Regions from separate parts of the Mus musculus genome. Here region 1 is linked to region 2. Evidence: chromatin contacts called from public promoter capture Hi-C data. All regions are on one chromosome and are shown on one strand. The core of a region is the stretch at or near the end of the contact, and the rest is flanking DNA. Distances in the headings are between cores, read along the strand shown. Region 1 holds the start of Smc2 (structural maintenance of chromosomes 2). Region 2 holds the start of Tex10 (testis expressed gene 10).

The links. Promoter capture Hi-C pulls out the DNA fragments that hold promoters and counts their contacts.
Region 1: a promoter capture Hi-C map of pre-B cells shows a contact between it and region 2, with 3 times the contacts expected there. The contact joins the promoter of Smc2 here to the promoter of Tex10 in region 2. A contact is called at or near these places in 2 of 39 promoter capture datasets (cranial neural crest and pre-B cells) and 2 of 484 Hi-C or Micro-C datasets (both in embryonic stem cells).

Annotation. Positions count from the first base shown.
Region 1 is chr4:52,435,952-52,440,577 of GRCm38.p6, reverse strand. It overlaps Smc2 (structural maintenance of chromosomes 2), which reads right to left and starts at 1,357. Exons shown (of 25, transcript NM_001301412.1): 1 at 1,168-1,357; 2 at 155-377. The coding sequence starts at 322. It overlaps Smc2os (structural maintenance of chromosomes 2, opposite strand), which reads left to right and starts at 1,614. Exons shown (of 2, transcript NR_045175.1): 1 at 1,614-1,926.
Region 2 is chr4:48,472,141-48,476,701 of GRCm38.p6, reverse strand. Tex10 (testis expressed gene 10) reads left to right here and starts at 3,239. Exons shown (of 15, transcript NM_001355740.1): 1 at 3,239-3,436.

The sequences.
Region 1 (4,626 bases), core at 108-2,607, 4.0 Mb before region 2:
TTTGCTTAAACGGCTGCACTGCAACACAACATAACTCACATGAAGTACAAACAAAACACATGAAGTACAAACATGCAAAGAAAGAAAACCCAAAGTCTCCACAGATTAACAGATTCTCTTGCCAACACATAAGTCAGAAAAGCTGACACTTTACCTGGGACAGGTTGGAGATGCCTAGGAGAAAGCATATGGAGTCCAATATGTTGGATTTTCCACTACCATTTAAACCAGTGATCGCATTGAAGAGGGGGTCAAAACCATTGACTTCAGTCCTCTGTGCATAGGACTTGAATCCTTCGAGAATGATTGATTTAACATACATTTTCTAAACTGTCTTGGGTTAGTAAGCCTGTTAGGCAACAAGCTACAAGTCACGTCTGTATAAAACAGAAATAAGATCATTTATGTAGAATGTTAAAAACCCTCAAATCATAGTAAATACGACAGGATACACAATAACGTAAAGTAAAAAAAAAAAAAAAAAAAAAGAAAAGAAAAGAAAAGAAAAAATACACCTGCCAAACTACTTTTTCTCCTAAAAACAGCTGGCTCAGATTTTAAAACATCCAACCGTTAGCCAATGCCGGTAAGTTAAACCATTTAACCTAAAAATCATCTTTATCATTACTGTCCACTTTCCTAGGTTCGTGTTGCACTACAATACTGTAGTTAACAGAGACTACTAATTATTTCCCATTTCATTATCCTTGCCACAGACGACACTGGACTGAATACTCTTTACTGCACACCACTTAGCATACATCTTACAGGAGTCCTTCATGGATCTCCCTAATAGCACGCACACCCATCCTCTCCTTCCTTTTTCCTCCACAGCAGTAAAAGATGACATCAGTCGGCACCGTCTTTCCAACTCATTCTCGGTCCCGTTGTGCTTTTTTGCCTACATACGACCTTAACTCTGTTTACACTCGACTCTCAGAACCCGGGTAGTTAGTGAACCTTAAGGGCGAAGTGAATCCATTCTACTGCCTCGTTTTAAAATTCCGTGTTCTCTCGCTTGCCCAAGCCTTTCTCGATTCACCTTACGGATGAACAACAGTCAACATCTCTAATTCTCGCTTCAAGTCCCTCCTTGAGAATCTTGCCCACCCCTGTGCCTCATCTCCCGCCTGGACACCAGGCCGGGCCAAGAGCAGCACTACGCACCCGCCACAAAGCGGCTGGCCAGGGGAACCAGCAAAGTTCCAACCCGACGCGAAAGTGGACAGTGAGGCCACCCGACCTGTACTCAGGCGCTACCGGGCGAACGCCACCATCCCGGGCACCGCATCCGCTGCAGCCAACAACCGTGCCGGAACTGTTCCTTTGAATTTCGGCGCGAGCAAAGGACCCCAACTCCGAGGCGTCTGCGCTCTGTTGGTGCCTAGTATCTGCCTGACTGAAGCGCTTCCTCTTTTGCCCTAAGGAAAAACACAGAAACGACATAGCGACAATAAATAATAGTTTTAATATTGGAAGGTAGGAGACTATACCGTTTTGAACATGGAAAGCGAAAATGAAGATAGGTCGTGCTGACATCGCGTCAGGCATGCTCTGGGCAGCACCTCTTCCAGGTCTGGGCCTCGCGCGTTGCCGGCCCCGCCCTCTTTCTGGCCCTTTCAGGCTATCGGTCGGAGCCTTGGCTTCTGTCCGCAGGCTCCGCCCCCTCCCGGTCTACGCTCTTTGCTGCGGGGCGCGGCCGGGGCGGGCCGGGGCGGGGGCGGGCCGGGGGTCCCGGGACCCTTCGAGGATATTACAGGGTGGAAACCAACACTAGTGAGAAAAGTCCTCTGAGGCTTCATTTTCTACTAATTGAAGAGAAAGGCACTGGCTTTGAAAACACAAACCAAAACCAGTTCCAGTTTCCGGAGGGGACTGTAGGCCTGCAGTATGTGGAGTTTGGTGGAAGATGCTAGGCAAACGGCTGTAAGATTTTTTTTTTTTTTTTTATGCCGAAAACCTGTTTAATGATAAGCAGTGGCTGACGTACCGGTTCACGAAATGTTGCTGAAGCTTCTTAATAACAGTTTGTATTTACAGAGTTCTGTAGATCGGGTAGCTGTGTTTCAAAGGCTGTCAAGAATTTCCTCAACAAACGTGGAACCCTAGTGTTTCCTTTTGTACAGACGAGTTTATTGAATCACTGGGTTAAACGACTTATAAGTGAAGAGAGATTTTTGTTCCAGGCTGCCTAACTACAGAGTGTGTACTCCTAAACTTATTATCTACAACTGCTAATTTTACATTGCTAGTTAGAGCTGATCCCCATCAACTATGTAATTTAAAAAAAAAATGGTGTTGGGATTATTTATATTTAAGCATCAATACTAAGAGAAGGGCTTAGCTTTGTTTTTTTTATTGAAAATTTATTTTTTTTCCTACCGTATATTCCGATTAGTTTTCTCCGCCCCAACCTCTCCTAGAACCTCCTCCATTTCCACACTCACCCAAATCCACACATTTTCTTTTCTCTTTCTCATAAGAATATAAACAGACATCTAAAATGATGATGATAAAATAAGATTTTAAAAACAGAAGGACCAAATAAACAGGAGGGGGAAAAAAGCCAAAGAAAGAGCATTAGAGACACAATGAGACACATTCACACAGAGATATACACACAAAACATAAAAACAAAAGCAGAAACCATAATACATAATAAACAAAAGATTTTTAATATTAAATGGAAATGTTCAGACAAAGCAGTGTGAGACAAAAACCCTCTAAAAATACCATTAAGTTCGTTTTATGTTGGCCATCTATTGCTAGGCATCGGGAGGGACTACCCTTAAATATGGTTTGTACACCCAGACATCACTGGAAAAATGATTTGCTCTGCAGCAGTTATCAATTGGATATAGCTTCTGGGTTAGGATGGAGGATTGTTTCTATTTTCCCTCTCAATACTGGCTTAGAACTGCAGGTCCTGTGCATGCTGAAATTTACAGTGGTAGACAGGGAGGAAAGTGAAGATCGCCTTCCTGAACCTGAGAACTTCCTAGGCAAGCATTGGCAGCAGGTTCTCAAGTAAAAAGTGCCAGACTGCCTGGCAGTGGTGGCGCGCGCCTTTAATCCCAGCACTTGGGAGGCAGAGGCAGGCGGATTTTTGAGTTCGAGGCCATCCTGGTCTACAGAGTGAGTTCCAGGACAGCCAGGGCTATACAGAGAAACCCTGCCTCGAAAAACAAAGAAACAAAAAAGAAACAGTACAGTATCTATAATAGTATGCTACCTGCCTTCCTGTGGTATCAGCCTATTTGTCTGTGAAATTAGCTAACACCACTTTAATAAAGATATTTTGTCTGGTGTAATTCCTACTACTCTTGAACTCCAATGACTTGACTTATTTATGTTGGCTCTGTTGAATTATACATTTTCACCTTCAGCTCTGCTATATTCCTTTGATCACTTTTTTATGAATAAGGAATTTTGATTTTTAGACAAATCTAACATGGATTTTCACAAATTTTATTACTTGCTTGGGGGATAAAAATTTAAGACAGATATTAAGACAGACATCATTAGTATGTTGGCTACCTTAATAGACGAATAGCTAGATGATATCCTTAAGACAAATGGATAAAAATGTACAGGTACTTAAGTATTTAAGTGTACTCTTTTATTATGCTGTACTCATTATATAAAATGATAGGTTTCATTATGACATATTTCTATATGTAGAGTATGTCTCCTTTGCTCATATCACCCCTCCGTTATTGTCTATACCTTTTCTGTGATGCTAATCTCTTTCTTTCTAAGTAGTTTTGGGTTTTGTTTTTTGATATTTCTCTTTTTTTTCATTTTTAGTAGTTTTTTTTTAATTGGATATTTTATTTATTTACATTTCAAATGTTATCTCCTTTCCCGATTTCCCCTCCAGAAACTCCCTATCCCTTCCCCCCTCCTCCTGCTTCTATGAGGGTGTTCTCCCACCCACTCACTCCCACCTCCCTGCCCTCAAATTCCCCTACAAAGGGGCATCCAGCCTTCATAGGAACAAGGGCCTCTTCTCCTATGGATACCCTACAAGGCCATTCTCTGCTACATATACAGCTGGAGCCATGGGTCCCTCCATGTGTAGTCTTTGGTTGGTGGTTTAGACCCTGGGAGCTCTGGTTGGTTGATATTGTTCTTCCTATGGGTTGCAAACCATTCAGCTCCTTCAGTCTTTTCTCTAACTCCTCCATTGGGGACCCAGTGGTAAGTTGAATGATTGGCCACAATCATGCACCTCTGTATTTGTCAGGCTCTAGCAGAGCCTCCCAGGCGACAGCTATATCAGGCTCCTGTCAACATGCTCTTCTTGACATCCACAATAGTGTCTGCTTTGGTGACTGTATATGGGATGGGTCCCCAGGTGGGGCAGTCTCTGGATGGCCTTTCCTTCAGTCTCTGCTCCACACTTTGTCTCTGTAATTGCTCCGTTGAGTATTTTGTTACTCCTAAGAAAGACCAAAGCTCCCACATTTTGGTCTTCCATCTTCTTGAACTTCATGTGATCTGTTAATTGTATCTTGGGTATTCCGAACTTTTGGGCTAATATCCACTTAACAGTGAATCATACTATGTGTGTTCTTTTGTGATTGGGTTACCTCACTCAGGATGGTATTTTCTAATCCCATTCAT
Region 2 (4,561 bases), core at 1,990-4,489:
TTTTCTCTCTGCATCTGCTCATCCCCCAATAAACATCTTTTCTAAACCGTTGTTTCTGTTTGCCGTGCTACGTATTGTGCTTCAGATTTTTCCTGCCTGAATACAAACCTGATCAAGACCCTCAGGCTGTCTCATTTCAAAGACCCCTTAGTTTGCATTATTTATGAAAGTAGGAAGCTTGAACACATACACACAGAGGCATACCTACAGGGTAGTCGATGTGCACAATACAGAGAATAGGATCTGCAATGAATATCTAAGGCTTCCAGGAGCAAGGAGTGGAATAGGGCAGATTCTCTCTCTTAGTCTGAAGAGCAATCAACATTGTTGATGTCTTGATTTCTAGTGACTCCAGTCTCCAGAACTGAAGGCCAATGTATTTCTATTATTTTAGCCAATTGGTTTTGTAAGGGCCAAAGAAATGAACACTTGTGTGGCCAATTAGCGAGTGTTAGGAATACACTCCTCTTTACATTCTAGAATGCCTGTTTACTGTAAACAGTGCTTTTCTGGCCTAGGTCAAGAAATCTTGCTAATTAGTATTGTTATGTAACAAAGATCTCTAAGTAGATATTCCTTGTAATTGTAGAATTTGTCACTTACAAGTTGAGAAGTCCAGTCTTTATGCTCACAGTTTTCATGTTTTAGAGTAGAGACAATAAACTAGCAGCCTGTTCATAACTGTTTTGTTGGCACACACAGTTTTAAAACTCAGGGGGAATGTTATCTGTTTGGCAATTGTGTCAGTCACTTTTTATGGCTCTGACAAAAACCACCTGAGATAAACAATTTAAAAGAGGAAAGATTCACTCTGGTTCATGGTTTCATAGGGTTCACTTCATGGCCAACCGGCTTTGCTGGTTTGGCCCTGTGGCACCTAGAAAAGACAGGCTCACTTTGAAGTGGCCGAGAAGGAGAGAGAGAGAGAGAGAGAGAGAGAGAGAGAGAGAGAGGCATACTCAAAAGGGCCAGGAGCGCTTCACCCCCACCAGCCTTTCCTTCTAACCAAAACTACTTCTTATTGCTTATTCAGTCTGAACTTATCAATGGTAAGCTAATTAAATCATCCATGGAGTTAGCGTCAATCACCTCTCAATGGTGTGGTTAGCTGGGGACCAACTTCAAATCCAAAGAACACTACCCATATTTAAAGACTAGATTTCTTATAAACATTTCTGGGGGTTTAATTTTGCTCTGCATTCCTTCAGGGTAAATATTGCCCATTGTTCGAAAGTGACTGCTTTTTTTTTTTCCCACACCATTAATATTTATATTAGCCACACACAAAGCCACCAGGCCTGCTTTTCTCTGAGTCTATAATCTCTGTTCTACACCAAAATAGGAAACAAAAGAACTATGGCTGAACATTACCAAATAGCATGTGTTTTGTTGATATTTATTGTGGGCCTACTATGCTCCATACACTATTTTAGGTATTTAGGATATAGACTGAACCAAACAGAGGTGCAACATGAAACATATATTTTAGTGGTGAGTGAGGGGGACAGGTAGTAAGCGGTATGTAAATTATACAGTACATTAGAAGGTGGTACACCCTAAGAAAGAAAAATGTTGAGCAGAGGAAGGAAATGTCTATATGTAGGACAATATGTTATGATTTTTAATTCAGGCCACCAGGATAGGCATACCTTGAAGGTAGAAGATGTTTGAGCAAATTCAAGTGAGGGAAATTTGTCCAGTGGATTTACTGGGTTGTGTACTTCAGGCAGATAGGAATATAAAGAAAAGGTCTAACTAGAAAGATAAAGGGGTACACGTCTCTTGTATTTAAGGAGAGCAAAGAAGTGAAGGTCACAGGAACAGAGAGAAAAGGGAACATAGCAAAACAGTGCTCAGAGGACTGCAAAGGACTGTTCCAATATGGTAGGATTTGAGGCCATCAGAAGGACTCTAGATTTGGGGGGGTAAGTGACATGGGGAACCACCGAAGAGTTTTATAGTGACATGCTTTGCCATATATAAAAAAATATTCCGAGAACTGCTCTGCAAATGTTAGACTGTATGGGGTCTAAGATGGAGAGAAATGTGTTCCCGGCTCTTTCCTCTGATCGGGGTGATGTGGACCTTGAAGGTAGCCAGGGAGATGGTGATTAATAGTGGAAGTCAGAGCCAGCTGGTTTTTCTCCTGGGTTAGAAGCCACATGGTCTCAGAAAGATGCCAGCTTTTAAGGTTTGGCTTGAGTAACTGGCAGGATGGGATGCTATTTAAGGTGAAGAGGTTGTAGGAAAATATTTCAGAATGGATGTGCAGAGTTATCTTTTAGTCCTTGTTGATACTGAGATAGATATACATTGCAAAGCTGAAGGGAGAAGTTCTGAATAAGCTGGTAGCATTTTGGAGTTTAGGGGGCATATCTAGGTGGCATAAGCCTTTATAATTTTTTTTTTATTTTATAGTTTTACATATAATGTCATCAACTCCCAAGGCAGGTGCGGTGGGGGAGGGGAGGTTGTCTGTGTGGTGGCTTTTTGGCTTTATTCTTTATTCATTAACACAGAGGAGGTGTGACCTTAATTCTGATGCTTGGGTCTCCTGAATTTAGTTATTATCGTTTTATCCCTACTTCGTATATTGAACCTCAATATAAGGTATTAGGCTTTTCTAGTTCTTATATGTAGGAAGCTGCAAAGACAAATTTGACTCTAGGCTGACACTCTATCTGTATGCTTTTCCTTATATGTGGCTAAGTCAATCTTTAGATGGTTTTGTTTTCAAGATTTCTTTCTTCACATCTTCTTTGTAGGCATTTTAATGTCTCAAATTTCTCTAAATCCACTTACTTTGATTAGTAGAAGTTAATTATATGCTGAAAATGTTGAATTGGGGAAAACCCTGTCCTAGGTTTCCGGGACTCTGCCACAAGGTATAGTTTGTAACCTCTTAGCATTTGTCTATTTGCCTTTAGTCCAGGTTACCCTTCCCAGAAATGCTATCTTTGCTGTCCGAAACTTTTTCCTTCCTCAATTAAGCTCAGTTTATACTTTTCTCTAGCTCCAGGTTTGAAGAACTGAAGTCCTTGGGGGGAGAAGACCGCCTTTCAAGCTGTAACCAGCCAACATCCTCCAAGCCAAGGATGCTGGAAGACCTGACTCGGCTTGCTGGACCCTAGACCCTCCTCTCTTTCCTCCAGCTTCCGGCGCAGCCCCTCTTAGAGGGGGCGTGGCGTGCAAATCTGGACCCGCCCTCCGGCTGCGCGCGATTGCGACCTGCGGTCACGTGAGCGCGGCGAGGGAGGGCCCCCACTTCCGGGCGGCGGAAGGAGACGCGTCCGCGTGAGGACGAGGCGATTTGAAAACACGCTCTGGGAGCGAGCGGAAAGCCTGCGGCCGGCGGTTCACGGCGTGCTCCTGCGGGGCTTGACGGTCGCTCGCTCTCCGCCGCGTCTCCGCGTTCCGGGTCCGTCCGGGCTCTCAGGTGAGCGGCGTCTGTCTGTCCTGCACGGCTCTTCTGGGGCGCGGACACGCGAGGCCCAGGCGGAGGGACGGACTGTGGCGGCGGGTAGGGCGGCCGGGGTCCTAGCTGTCCCCCCACCCCGAGCGTGAGAGCCGGCCGAGGGGCTTCCGAAACGCCTCAAGCGGCCGCGGTCCGATTCGGAGGCTCGGCGGGTGTTAGGCCGGCGTGTGGGGGTCGGGCCAGAGACTCCACTCGACGTCCACTGAGGTATAGGAACCATGGTTTTTCTTTGGGAAAAAAAAAAAAAAAGACAAACGGAGTTTCCATTTTTGGTGTGCGAGCTCGAAAACGGGCGGGCGGATCTGATCGCTGCCCTCCTCCCCCTCCCCTTGACGGAGGACCCTCTCTTTCTGCCCCCTCGAATTTGGGGAACTTTGGAGACGCGAAGGGTTGGAGAGAATCACCGTAGGCCAACTGCTGCAATGCTTACTTTCTCTCCTTGATTTCTTCCTTTCTTTTGGAGAGCGGGAATAGTTGGAAATAAGGAGGAAAGGTAATGGGCTGGCCGCAGGGCAAACTACTTGGGAGTCTGCTTAAGTTGCAGTCTTTCTTCCGCTCAGGTTAGCATTAAGACTGACCTGCAGCAGGCATGTGTATGTGTATGTGTATGTGTATGTGAGTTTTCAAGCTTACCAAAAAGGTGATCAAGTCCAGTGAGAGCTCAGGCTCCGAGGCTGGAGTTAGCTTCCTTGTACTATCTACTGCTGTAAAAGTGGTCTAGTCTAGTAGAGCTATTTGACTTCCAGTGTTACGAAAATCTTTAAATGGAAATAATAGCAGCATCTAATGGAACTTTAACCAAGTTCCTAGTGGGAAAAAAATTGTCAGTATGTTTCTGTAAATAATTGTCGAGATTTAAAAGTTATTAGCCCTCATAATTTTCCTAGCAGACTGATGAGAGTGTACTTGAAGTGATACGGCACAACTTACTGAGAATGAGGTCTGATGTAGATTGCTAGAGACAGACCGACCGACCCATCATCACACGTGAAAGAGTGCCTAGAGGATAATGCAAGATGTCACAGGGTCAATTTTTCTTTCTTGTGAACCGTTTTCTTTTATCTCTGGAAACACTACTGATAAAAT